Regions from separate parts of the Bos taurus genome. Here region 2 is linked to region 1. Evidence: chromatin contacts called from public Hi-C data. All regions are on one chromosome and are shown on one strand. The core of a region is the stretch at or near the end of the contact, and the rest is flanking DNA. Distances in the headings are between cores, read along the strand shown.

Region 1 (6,474 bases), core at 2,444-4,943:
CTTCATCATTTCCATATTTCTGATGATGATGTGGATTCGTTCCATAATCAGTAAATTTAAAAAGAATTATTTAAATCATCATAAGATTAAGAGCCTTAAAAAAACTGCCTGGGAAAAGACACAAATATGCAGTTTACTGCAAATAGTAACAAAACAGAGAAAAATGCAGCTTAACTAGTAAATAAAGAAAAGCAGATTAAGTATGTAGAGGTGCTTTGTTTTCACTTATGAACCGACGAGAGACACTTAGTGCCCGATGGGGACAGAGGTTCAGCTTGGCAGAGTGAACAGCTCGGGAGCTGGACCCTGGTGGAGCTGCGCAAATGTGAAAGCGTGCGGTGCCACTGAATGCGGAACTGCACGGTATCCATGGTGAACACTCGGTGTGCTGTATAGTACGTGACTGTTACCACAACAGAAGACAACTAAAGAGGACATAAGCAAACAACACAAAGACGCACAGGACTGTGTATAAAATACCTGAGGGTTACTCCCTCCACCTGAAGCGTAACACCGGGTGAGCTTTCTGACGCCATCGCCCCACGCCCAGTCATCGTCGTCATCAAAGTCTCCGCCCTCCTCCTCTTCCAGCTCACTTTCGCCCATCTTCTCACTGGCGTTACTCTGAAGGTCTTCAAACACAACATCATCTTCCTCTTTGAGGGTCTTCAAGTCAATGTTTTCACTAGAAATAACAATGTTTTAGCCTGTTTACACATTCTTAATTGGACTTACATATGTATTTATTTAAAAGAGAGTAGACGAATCTATACAGATACATCAAAAAGGTTCAATTACAACAGGTATCGCCCAATAAATTCAAATACCAAGTCGTCCTGTTTCTGAGTTCTATTTCAGCCGTTGGGTGATTCTCCAGGTCCGACTAAAGTAGTATTCATCAGGTTGTTATCAGGTTGTTAAATCCGCTCCTGCCTTTGTTATTTTCTCTGCCGAATGAATTAGCTCTGATCAGTACAACAGACCTGAACTCCAGGAAAACCACTCACAAAGCTGCTCTAAGAGCACACAGGGGAGGCTTTCTGACAAAACTTGGGAAAAAGTCTAAAGCTTTATTTCAAGCCTTACCTTGAACTCAATTATCACTCTACAACGAAAAGAGCTTTATCAAGACTTGTGTTACACAAAGAACTTCAAATCACCCTTGCTCCTGAAAGGAAGGATGGTGACGAGAAGCAGCACAAATGGGAGAAGAGGGCCGGGTATAACTAAATGGGAGAGGCAGGGATTGTCAAACCCAGAGAACTGGCCCAGAGAAAGGGATCACAACTAATAGGGTCTGTTTTTGCCAAGTGAAAATTCAGACCAGCGTTACTGAATCTTCTTAGTTTTTCAAGAGAAGCCAGAACTCTGCACTTTTGTGGAAAATCTCCCACTTAACTGGTATGTTCAATTTTAACAAACCACTGTGCACGCCAACACATGTCTGCAGGTCAGATTCCAAAGAGGCAGTACTACCAGTTTTGAGCCATCAGGTGGAGAGCAAGTACAGAAATCACGTAAAAAACACAATGATATGCATTTCAACGCAGTCAGAGAGGAATTTAAGTAAATTCAGATGAGCAAGCCCGACTCATTAATTAGCCAAGGCTTAGAGGGCTCCAAATCTCCATGGATATGGCTGGGAAGAAAACAAATAATCATTAACCCCCTGCTGTTTGTTAGCATTTCATAACCGTAATCCATCAATTGACCCTTCACACCGCCGACAACCTCCAGCGGCACGTTAAAGCTATACTGTCGCTTGCACCTCGGCTTCCCCACCTCAACTGAGCGATCCCTTGCTGTGGGCGGCGGTCCTGTGCAGCAGCATTTCTGGCCCAAACTTTCCAGATGCCATGAACGCACAACCACCCCCAGCTGTGACAATGTCTCCCAAGTTCCTGGAGTCGCAAAACCCACTGGTTTACATCTTCACAATGTCCAGTGCACACTCATGACCGGTAACTGTTCACCAGTCGCATGGGCTGTTTCTTCCTCCCACTTGACTTGGTCCCTAGGGACTGCTGCACGCTCACCTGAAAACACTGACCTGCAATGCCTTCCTCGTTTCTCTGGCTAAATCCTACATACCCTTCCAGTATGTAGGAAGTATCCAATTAACTTTGCTCAGGGAAGGCTGCCTGGTTCTTCTCCTCTGTACTACTTACCCAAAACGCATACAAATAATTTGTCCAGTTACTCAATAGGTTGGTTGCTCCTGCTAGAATGCAAGCTCTGTCACCCAGGGGAGCATTTACCAATGTATCAAGATCAACTGACACGCGATCTGTCACACACAAAGCGATCAACCTGTATTCACCAAAAAATAAAGCAATACCGTCTGCACGCAGAAAATCCTTACTATGAATATAAAGTAAAAACCATTTTCTCGGAATTCCAAAACGAACACTATGTTTCACTTTGCTTTCAAAGTAGAAGTTATCCCCAATTTCTTTTGACTCCCACTGCACATTTATTCTATGGTTAGAAACCTGTCCTCCTACTTCCAGAACATCCCCGTCCAGCACCCATCATCTATGAACTGAATTTTCTTAGTCCTTTTAAACCGTGTCCTCTCCTGCCCTCCAAAACCATCTCCTCCATAGCAAAATGATTCCTTTCAATCACATGCCGGGGGATGTCACTGCCCTGCTCAAAATGTGGCTTTCTACAGCATCAAGAATATCTCAGATCCTTTCCATTCCTTGTCACAGTCTTGGGCTCTGGCTCCTCACTTCTGCACCAGCCGATCTTTTCAATTACCTCCACTGTGCTCTGGGCACAATGACCTAGCTCTTCCTTCCACAGCCAGGAGGGACCACACCTGCGGCCCCCTCTCCCCCCTCTGCTTCCAGACATTAGCTCCTTCTTGTCCTTCCTATCTGGACTTCATGTTCCCTGACCGTTAAGTCACTGCTTAGTTCTATCAACTGATTTTAACTGTTCGCATAGTATATGTCATCTGTGTTAAAAAAAAACAAAACTCCATATATTTAAATCTCCATGTACTTATGTCTCCGCCTCCTTCCCAAGCTGAAGGGGCTTAGTTTGTCTTTTTCATAACCCTCTTCAGCGCCGAGGACAGAACAGGCACACAGTAGGTGCTCAAACATTTCTGGAACGCTAAATGGTAGTTAAAAGCTCAAGCACCTGCTTCGCTGTCGCTCTCCCCAATTCTAACCCCTCAGGGATGCTGACAACCCGGGAGCTGCGAAGTTCAACTGCCGTCACCTGGATCGAAAGACCCGGTTGGGATGGAGAAAGCCCCAAACGGCTGTGAAAAGAGGCCCAAGGAAAGATGCTTAGGACCGGCCTCCCTCTCAACCGCAAACAAGCGTCAACGCCCCCCAGGAGACCGCGGCGGCGGCGGCGCGCGGCGGCCGCGCACTCCGACTGCCCACCTGTCCGAGGAGTCCGCGTCGTCAAACTGCCCGGGGACCACCCGACTCATCAGCAACCGCCGGTAGTCCATGGCGGGAGCAGCACAGGGACGGTTCCGCCAGCCGGCCCAACGGCCTCTGCGCTAACGCCCGCCTCAGAACCGTTCAGTGGCCGCCGCGCCCTACGCGCGCGCCATGTGCGGGTACCACACGCCGAACGCCCGGACCTACGCCCGCCGCGACGGGAAGTCCCGCCCCCGAACGGAAACTGTGTTCCCGACGGAAGTCCCGCCTCGCGCGAGGGCTGAGCCCTGGAAATCGAGCTTCCGCGGAAGCCGTGGGGGTGTGTGGCGGTCTTGGTGTGGTCGGTCCCCGCGGGTCCTGGGCTGGCCTTCCTTCCCGGAGCTCTCCGAGTCGGCTTGCCGCTTTGTCTCCTCCCGTGGAGGCACGTGTGTCAGCTCGGCCGGGGCCGCTGGCCCTGAGGGCTCACGCCGTGTAAGCCCCTACCTGTGTGAATGGAGACCTGGAGGCGCCCTTCGCCGGGCCCGCGGGCACGTCTGAGGGGACGTCGGATGGTCCGAGAGCCGGAACTCGGTGGCCGCGGCCGGGCGGACGTCACACAGGGGCGTTCCAGCGTGTCCGCGCCCAGGCGGCCAGGCGTTGAAGAAAAAGGTTGAAAGCGTTTTACCCGCGGTAGAGCCCAGTGCGCAGGGAGGAAGCCCGAAATCCTTATTTCGGATCAGAGACTATGGACCCTGGAAGTGAGCACACTTCTGCGACCTAAAAAATTTGTTACGATATTGTGAGGTGGAAGTAGGATGAGTGCTTTTCAGAAGTTAAACTTTGACTGAAAATTAAACTTGAGGATTTTTGCCAATAACCCCAGTGACACCTCTTTTCATTCCTGTCCTAAAACAGCTTAGAAGTATCTCTAGAATATCTATCCAATCACTTGAATAAGTTTTTTTGTTATGTGTGGCAGAAGTCGGGTGAGGACAGAATGAAATGAAAAACGTAAGCCTAACTAAAAAAACAAAAAAAGGCAAATTGGTAGGTCATGCCATAGGAACAGAGTTGTAAAAGTTATAATTTGAAGTTCTGGGTTCGCAGACAAAATTTTGAAGAAATAAGGGCCTAGTAGTTTTTTGTTCTTGGAGAGCAAAAGCATGCTTTAGTCCTCCTCCACCACGGCCCACACAGCATTTATATATTTGGAAGACAGCGGGAAAAGTGAGTGTAAAGTCGGGTCTTTCACCAATCCCGACTAGGCTGCTTGGCTTACTGGCTTGTCATCAAATGATGACAGATTTGAGAAAAACCTCAATGAATTATTAATTTGATAGTTCAATAAAATAACCCAGGAAATTTATTAAATTGTTTTGATAGAAATATATCATTGGGGTGCAGGATTTAGTCAACATATTCTCTAAACACTGGTTGCTTTACTGAAGGGGATATTGAAAAACCTTAAGTGGATTCTTTTTGTTGTGTTGCTGTTCAGTTGCTAAGTCATGTGTTTGCAACCCCATGGACTGTAGCCCACTAGGCTTCTCTGTCCCTGGGATTCTCCAGGCAAGAATACTGGAGTGGGTTGCCATTTCCTTCTCCAGGACTCCTCTTGAGGTCTGTATAATATGTGAGTTCCGACACTAACACGCTTGAAACAATGGTGAAGACTAAAATAGCAAACAAACAATGTGCTGAATTGTGAGATAGAAATTTAAAGACATTGTAGGAATTTTAAAACTAGATGAATGGTAAATAGGAAAGTTTTAGGAAGAGAAGCACCTGCCAGAGCAGATTATTGAAGTTGTAAGACACATGATCTGTTTGCAGGAGAGTAAGCCTGATCTGACTGGAGCAGAAGACTGGGTGGGTAATGTGGGTCCAGGCTACATAAGGCCTAGAAAGTCAAACAGAAGAATTGGATTCAGGGTAATATGATTGGGCAAGTTTTCTACTCCCATACCCTGACAGACCTGAGGAGGTCATGAGAATGTGGACCAGGATGATGCTACAGTGAGGGAAAGAAAGCATGGGTTATGAAAAACATCTTTAAAGGAGAAAAGGACAGGACCTGGTAACTGACTAGCCCATGGGTGATTAGGTAGAAGGATGTCAAAGACGTCTGGTTTTCAAGCCCAGGTGCCTTAGAGGATAAGCGTGGCATAGGGAAGGGAGGAAAAACTGAAGTGTAATGTTGAGTTTCACTTGGTAATGAGGTGATAGAAAGTATCAAGTACATAGAAACAGTGTTTTGCAGACACTAACAGGTCTCTGATAATAGTAAGTGTGTCTTTTGATTAACAGGTCTCTGATAATAGTAAGTATCTTTTGATTAAGTGAGAGATCCTTTCACCTTCTGGGTCCCGACACTTCTTTTTGTACAAATCAGTATTTACTACCATACAAAGGTAGTAAAGGCAAAGGAGAAATGGAGATATACCCATCTGAATGCAGAGTTCCAAAGAAGAGCAAGGAGAGAGAAGAAAGCCTTCTTAAGTGATCAATGCAAAGAAATAGAGGAAAACAATAGAATAGGAAAGACTAGAGATCTCTTCAAGAAAATTAGAGATACCAAGGGAAAATTTCAGGCAAAGATGGGCATGATAAAGGACAGAAATGGTATGGACCTAACAGAACCAGAAAATAGAAGAGGTGGCAAGAATACACAGAAGAACTGTACAAAAAAGATCTTAATGACCCAGATAACCACCATGGTGTGATACTCACCTAAAGCCAGACATCCTGGAATTTGAAGTCAAGTGGACTTTGGGAAGCATCACTACAAACAAAGCTACTGGAGGTGATGAAATTCCAGCTGAGCTGTTTAAAATCCTGAAAGATGATGCTGTGAAAGTGCTGCAGTGAATATGCCAGCAAATTTGGAAAACTCAGCAGTGGCCACAGGACTGGAAAAGGTCAGTTTTCATTCCAGTCCTGAAGAAAGGCAGTGCTAAAGAATGTTAAAACTACTGCACAGTCATACTTGTCTCACATGCTAGCAAAGTAATGCTCGTAATTTTCCAAGCTGGGTTTCAATAAACTGAGAACTTTCAGATGTTCAAACTGGATTTAGAAAAGGCAGAGGAAC
Region 2 (6,474 bases), core at 2,501-5,000, 51 kb after region 1:
TTGGTTAGTGCTGTGCTCGATTTATTACATGTATATTATGTATTTAGAATTTATCCCTTCTATAGACAAATATGGTATTAAACTGTTTGCCTTTAGAGGTTTGTGACTGGGATCAGAGTGGATTGAAGTTGGGAGAATGAGGCCAGTCACTGAGGATAATTCCTTAGTATTTTTGGGCAGAAGGAAGGAGACATGAAACAGAACAGTCCAAGATGACATGGACAGGAGTCTTTAAGGCAGCGGAGTAGGACCGCTGGACCGGTTGGTGGGTTTGGGACATACCCCGCTTAACTTGCTGACCTTGGGCAGCTTACCTCTCTGGGTCTTCCTTTCCTCTCCTCTCCTTCCTTCCCTCCATAAGCAGTGTATCTGTGAGTTCCTGCAGTGTACCAGGCGCTGTTCTGGATTCCCTGGGTGAACAGGCCAGACAGCCTCTCTGTTCCTGCGCTCTTTCTGTTCTGGGACAGCATGTATGCGTTTTGCTGCCAGGGGTGAGGAGTAGACAAAAAACAACGTGTAAACTATGTGCCATGAAGATTCCTCATAGAGAGGGCTTGGAAAAGATCTAGAATTTGTCTGATTTTGAAGCTTTTACTATAAAATTCCAGTATGACAGCAGACACATTGAGCTACAAGTAGGATCACTGTGGCACGCTGGTAGCTGAGACCTGGTGGGCGACAGTCCGTGGGTCACAGAGTCAGGCATGACTCAGAAACTCACACTTTCACTCCACTTTCTAGCTTATTTTCTCTCTCAGACTACTGTAATTTATCCTACAGAGAATCTTGAACCACTCTCAAACTCCAAAATTAGTTTCTCTTTGAAGTCTTCACAACAATGTGGTCTTTGATGTCAGAGTGAAGGCCATCAGTGTGAACTCTGTCAAGTAGAACTTGAGTTCTTCTGAATAGATTACTCACCATCTTGTCTGCGTCTTTCCTTTCAGAGAGTTGTTTTTACTCTCCTCTAGGGTGGGCCCTCCCACCTTCTCCCTGTCTGGTCCTGTGGGATCTTGCTTATTATCCTCTTTCTTCCTGTGGCTTCCAGCGTTGATTTTTCTCGGTGACTTATTTCTGTTAAGCTACAGATGTGCCCACACCCCTCCACTTGGTGTTCTCCACCTTAAGTTGCTAACAGGTTTCCTTTTTACCAGCACAGTTCTTAGAAGAGCGCTTTGTACAGCTGTCTCTTCTGCTCGTTTCCTGTTCGTTCTCTCACAGTGGTCGCTCAGCTCCACGAATCTCGTGAACCCATCTTGCTGTGGCGCCCGTGGCCTCGTGGCCAGGTTCCTGGCCCGGTCTCCGCCCTGAGCCTTTGCTGAGTGCCCCTCCTCGCTGGCCTCATGGCCTTTCCGGGTTTTCTTGGTTCTGCCGCTGCTGCCTGCTCCGCTGCCTCCTTTGCCTCCTCACTTCTTAATGCTGATGACTCCTGTGATCAGGTCATAGGGTGATTTCTCTTGTTTCTCAAGTGTCTCCTTTTCCCCGTATTTGACAAGTTTATGGTTCCTACGTTCCCTTAAACATATGAGGTGGGTGTGGAGAAATTTTAAAATGTAAGATAGTCTTTGCTCTGTTGACCTTTTTAAAACAATGTTATTGAAATATTATTTACATATCATGATACTTTCTCACTTTAAGCATACGATTCAGTGATTAGTAGTAAATGTTCTGAGTCGTGCAAATTTAATTGAATTTCAGGACATCTCCACCTCATAATGGGGCTTCCCTGGTGGCTCAGAGGGTAAAGTGTCTACCTGCAATGCAGGAGACCTGGGTTTGATTCCTGAGTCAGGAATATCACCTGGAGAAGGAAATGGCAACCCACCGCAGTACTCTTTCTTGCCTGGAAAATCCCATGGACAGAGAAGTCTGGTAGATTACAGTCCATGGGATCGCAAAGAGTCAGACACGACTGAGCGATTGCTTGCTGGCCACCTCATTATTTCCCTAGTCACGTTTTTTTAAAGACCGTTTCTTCCCAATGGTGTGCTGACTTCTTGCAGGGAGGTCGTTCTGTAAATTGGGACTGGATGACTCATAACCAGGCCTGGAGCAGGGGCGGCAGAAGCAGCCCGCGGGCCCGCGCCAGCCCTGCCACCTTCTCCATGTTGGCTCTGGCTGCTCGCCTCCTGTGCCTGCAGCTGCATACTCGCAGGGGGAGCCTCGGTTCCAAAGCTGAAAGGATTTGATATCTGTGTCCTTAGACCGGCCCCTCCTTTCCCCTTTGTTGGGGAGGGAATTGAAGACTGTGTTTGAGACTACTTCTTTTCTTGGAAAGTAGTGTTCCTGGCATTTAAGGGGGAAAATTAATACTGTCCATTTTAACTAGAAATTATATGTCCTTTTGAAAAATACGGTTTTCAAAGTTTCAGACTTTATAGAAAACTTACCCACTTGGGCTCTAGAACCTTGCAGTTCAGAGTGTAATCTAAGTACCAGCTTCATGGGCATTTGGTGGATCCTTGTTAGAAATACAGAATCTCAGGCTTCACTCTCAGTTACAGTTGCAGAATCCCTGGGGGATCTATATGCATGTAACTGTTCATTCCACTACTGATCTCAGCACAGCCTTGGAGATGCAGTATACTAATATATTGTCCCAAATCCAGTGAAGTCACTATTCTTACATGATGCTGTGCTTTTCCCCATAGTAATCGGTTTTCAGCATTTCTTTTAGGCTGAAGATAAAGAGGAAGATGATGTATCGGGTGAACCTGAAGCTTCGCCAAGTGCAGATACAACCATCCTGTTTGTGAAAGGAGAAGGTGAGCAGGGGATGTGGTTGTAATTCAGACACAGGAGTGTTTTAAATGACAAGCTCACTTGTTGGGGAAGCAATAATGATAAAGATCTTTATTTCTGCAAATATAGTGCAGACACATTTTGGGGAAAAAAACCTGCTAATATATGTGTGAATATGGGTATCTGTAAAGTATCGTTTCTGGCTTTGAAACTAAAGGGGAAGATAAATACTATCCATTTTAACTAGAAATTAAATGTCCCCTTGAAAGATACTGTTTTTAAACTTTATCCAAACTGCCACAGTAAAATTAACATTCATATTTTGAGTGTAAATACTAGTGAAATAATAAATCTTTTTTTTTATTAATGCCTGTGTTGCGTTAGAAGAAAATAAATGGCTAACATTTATTGAGAGCCGACGTTTTGAGTATTTTGTGTGTGTTCACTGAATCCTAACGGGAACCCCAAGAGAAGAGTTGCTGAACTGATTCAGAGGTCACTGCTGCTCAGGGTCACTCTCAGTGAACAGGCTGTGAAGACGGTTTAGACTCAGGTCCATCTGGCCCCAAACCTGTGCTTCAGCGGATTAGTAGCTCTGTAAATGATTATCGGATACTTATTATTGGAGATTATTCATTTGAGGGGCCTTCTCAAGCTCTGTTTTATTCCTGTGTACATTCCAGCTCTATGTCTACAGAAAGTGTGATTTGATTGAAAGGTTTTTGTTTTCCTAGTTTTTTTTTTTTGTAGCTGCCTCCGTGGGTCTTAACCTTCAGATCTGCATTCTGAGTAACTGCCTAAAGTAGATAAGGGTTTTTTTTTAACGTCTGACAGACGTTACAGTTTGCAGGTGAATCTCAGGTGTCCCTTCCCTGTCACTCTCCTCCCCACTGTCTGCACAGCCGGCAGAGCCTGAGTGGCGCCGCTGGTGAGCTCTGCACCACGCGCAGCCGCCCTGGGGGCCCTGACTGCTGCAGCACAGCACCCGCTGCTCCTGGCGACTTGGCAGCTCCATTGAGCTCTTCAGTTGGAGCGCTGGCATGTCAACAAGGGTTTCAGCTTACACTGAAGCTGCTGGAGCACGGCTGCAATGTTCTCCTGAAATGGGTTCTGAAACCAATTCCATACACAGCAGGAACAGATGTCAGAATCCATTTGTAATGTCTGTGTCTTTTGTACCTTTTAAATGTTTTCTAACCTTCCTCTTTTTTGTTTCGTAGATTTTCCAGCAAATAACATTGTGAAGTTCCTGGTAGGCTTTACAAACAAGGGTACAGAAGATTTTATCGTCGAGTCTCTGGACGCCTCATTCCGTTACCCTCAGGACTACCAGTTTTATATCCAGAATTTCACCGCTCTTCCTCTGAACACGGTCGTGCCGCCCCAGAGACAGGCAACCTTTGAGTACTCCTTCATCCCCGCAGAGCCCATGGGGGGCCGGCCCTTCGGTCTGGTCATCAACCTGAACTACAAGGATCTGAATGTAAGGCCCTCCTTAAGTTAGGGGCGCGTGAGGACAGTTGACGTCTAAGTACTATTGTGTTTATTCGTTCGAGTGCCTGTTTGGTGGTTGAAATTGATGGGCAGCGGGCAGGCAAAGGTAGATTACACATATCTGTCTTCGAGTCTGTAATGCAGTGGGCCAGAGGAGTGTAAACAGACATCACGGCGTGACAAGTGCTGCGTCCTGGAGACGAGTGAGTGCAGGCTAGGAAAGTTCTAGAAAAGAAAGTGGAATCCACAGCTTCTTTAGGTGTTCATACATATTCAGTGATCTTTGTGCTTTCTGTCACTTGCATTTTGCCCATTTTACTACTACTGGGTGTAAGTTTTAAGGACTTTCTGTGACTATTTTCCTGTCATTTTATACACTCATAAAATATAACCGAATATTTTTAGGATATTAAAAAGGCTTATGGTTTATGAGACCCAAATAGCCTCTCGGGCGTCTTACTCCATAGTGTAGGTGTGCCCAGTGAGTGAGTGAGAGGAGCCCACTAGGGTTTTGCTGCCAGGAATTGACCTCCAGATGCCAACTGTTAGGTCCTCCTTCAGATGAGAGCACATCTAAAAGGCTTTCAGGAAAGGAAATCTCATCCTTTGTGGAAAGCTTATTCAACCTTCTCATCACCCTAGTGTCAGTGTATTTATCTTACGTCTGCATTAAATTTCTAATGCTACCATTAAGTTTTCCTTTTTTGTTTTTTTTTAAACTACTTAGTAGAATGTGGAAAAGATTTTTCCATCTTTTTTTTTTTGGCTGTACCTCCTGGGCTTCTGTGATTTCAGTTCCCTGACCAGGTTTGAATCCGGGCCCCGGCATTGAGAGCACTGAGTTGTAACCATTGTACTGCCAAGAATTCCCCTTCCTTATTTTCAAAACAATGTACTAAACTTCCTCAATGTTACAGCTTAGTAGCTTGCAGGATTATATATTTCATCTTGTTTTTAAGCAGAATTAAACTTGATCCAAAAGCATGCCTGTAGTTTCAGCTCTGTTTGAATGTCTGTTTCATCTTGGTTTGCTAATCGAAAGATCTTGAAATAAGACTTAAACCGAAAAAAAAAAAAAAAAAAAAAGACTTAAACCGTTACAGTTCAGCAATAAATAGTGACAGTTTGGAAAAGTGTTACCTCAGTGCTTCACACAGAACACGGAGCACAGCTGTGTGTTGTCCCAGTGAGTCTCATGTATTTGAAAACTGAAATTGTATTGAGCTGACAAAATTATTTCGAGACCACCAAAAAAAAAGATTTTGATACTGTGAATGTCACTGACCGTTTAATGTAAATTGATTTCCAACCCATTGTCAGTATGGACTTGACTTTTGTTCAAGTCTAGTTCTTAAAACAAGGCTCTACTGCAGAATGCCCACGTTCATGCTTTTCCTTTCTTGTTTGAAGGGTTACATACAGCAGAAGCCAGGGCTTCTAGCTGAAGAGTGTTCTGTGTTCTCTGCTTCTTTCTGTACGTTTTACTGTGTATTCACTTCCCTGGTTTCAAAGAAAGTGGGGACAATTTTAGCAAAGTTGGAGTCATTCTTTGTTTTGTAGGACAAAGTAACGTCATAATGTTGAGTCCCTGACTTAGTACACTTAGGCACGACTCTGTTGAGTCTTAGGATATTGTAAGTGATTAGAGAGCTGTAGTGCATATTAGGATGACAGTTTGAAGAAATCTTACAGGCTTTCATTATTCTAGTGCATTCCAGATTTTTGTGATTTATTTTTTCTTAACAGGGTAATGTTTTCCAAGATGCTGTCTTCAATCAAACGGTTACAATTATCGAGAGAGAAGATGGGTTAGATGGAGAAACGTAAGTGAGTTTTGCCGGATGTAGATTTTGGTCTCAGAAGGCAGGACTGGGAGGCTCGCGTCTCATCCTGGTGTTTCATGGTGAAAATGGAGCCTGCTGTGGATGGGGTGAAATCTTGACCACTTGACTCCACACTTTAGATGATTCTCACAACAATGATTAATAAGAGCACGTTAGGAAAGGTGGTTAAAACTAACAAAAATTGATTTAGAAAGATAGTTCACTTTTTGTTCTTCCTGTCTTTAAATTGTTTTACAGTCAACAGCCTAATGGAAGTTGCATGCCTCCAAAATTGTTACTGAAAATATATTAGGAGATTTTTATCTTGAAAAATGTATTCTTCGTGAATACCGAATCATTTTTCAGTGTATACTTGTGATTCACAAAGAGTAGTTTCTAAATAAAATCGTGCAAA

The links. A called contact is a pair of places that touch in the nucleus more often than the background predicts.
Region 2: a contact with region 1 is called in a Hi-C map of skeletal muscle, with 2.4 times the contacts expected there. The contact joins the enhancer-like site here to the promoter of CAGE1 in region 1. A contact is called at or near these places in 2 of 11 Hi-C or Micro-C datasets (liver and skeletal muscle).

Annotation. Positions count from the first base shown.
Region 1 is chr23:47,956,660-47,963,133 of ARS-UCD2.0, forward strand. CAGE1 (cancer antigen 1) reads left to right here and starts at 3,694. Exons shown (of 16, transcript XR_009492598.1): 1 at 3,694-4,141. RIOK1 (RIO kinase 1) reads right to left here and starts at 3,974. Exons shown (of 17, transcript XM_005223904.5): 1 at 3,888-3,974; 2 at 481-685. The coding sequence starts at 606.
Region 2 is chr23:48,007,386-48,013,859 of ARS-UCD2.0, forward strand. SSR1 (signal sequence receptor subunit 1) reads left to right here. Exons shown (of 8, transcript NM_001102122.2): 2 at 1-3; 3 at 2,678-2,765; 4 at 3,963-4,225; 5 at 5,983-6,059. Among named protein-coding and RNA genes, the nearest start is that of SSR1, 5.9 kb to the left of the region's middle. Within about 2 kb of position 3,751, at least 4 of the 102 cell types and tissues checked have an H3K27ac peak or open chromatin away from gene starts, as enhancers often do. A contact at or near this core is called in skeletal muscle, where this site is marked.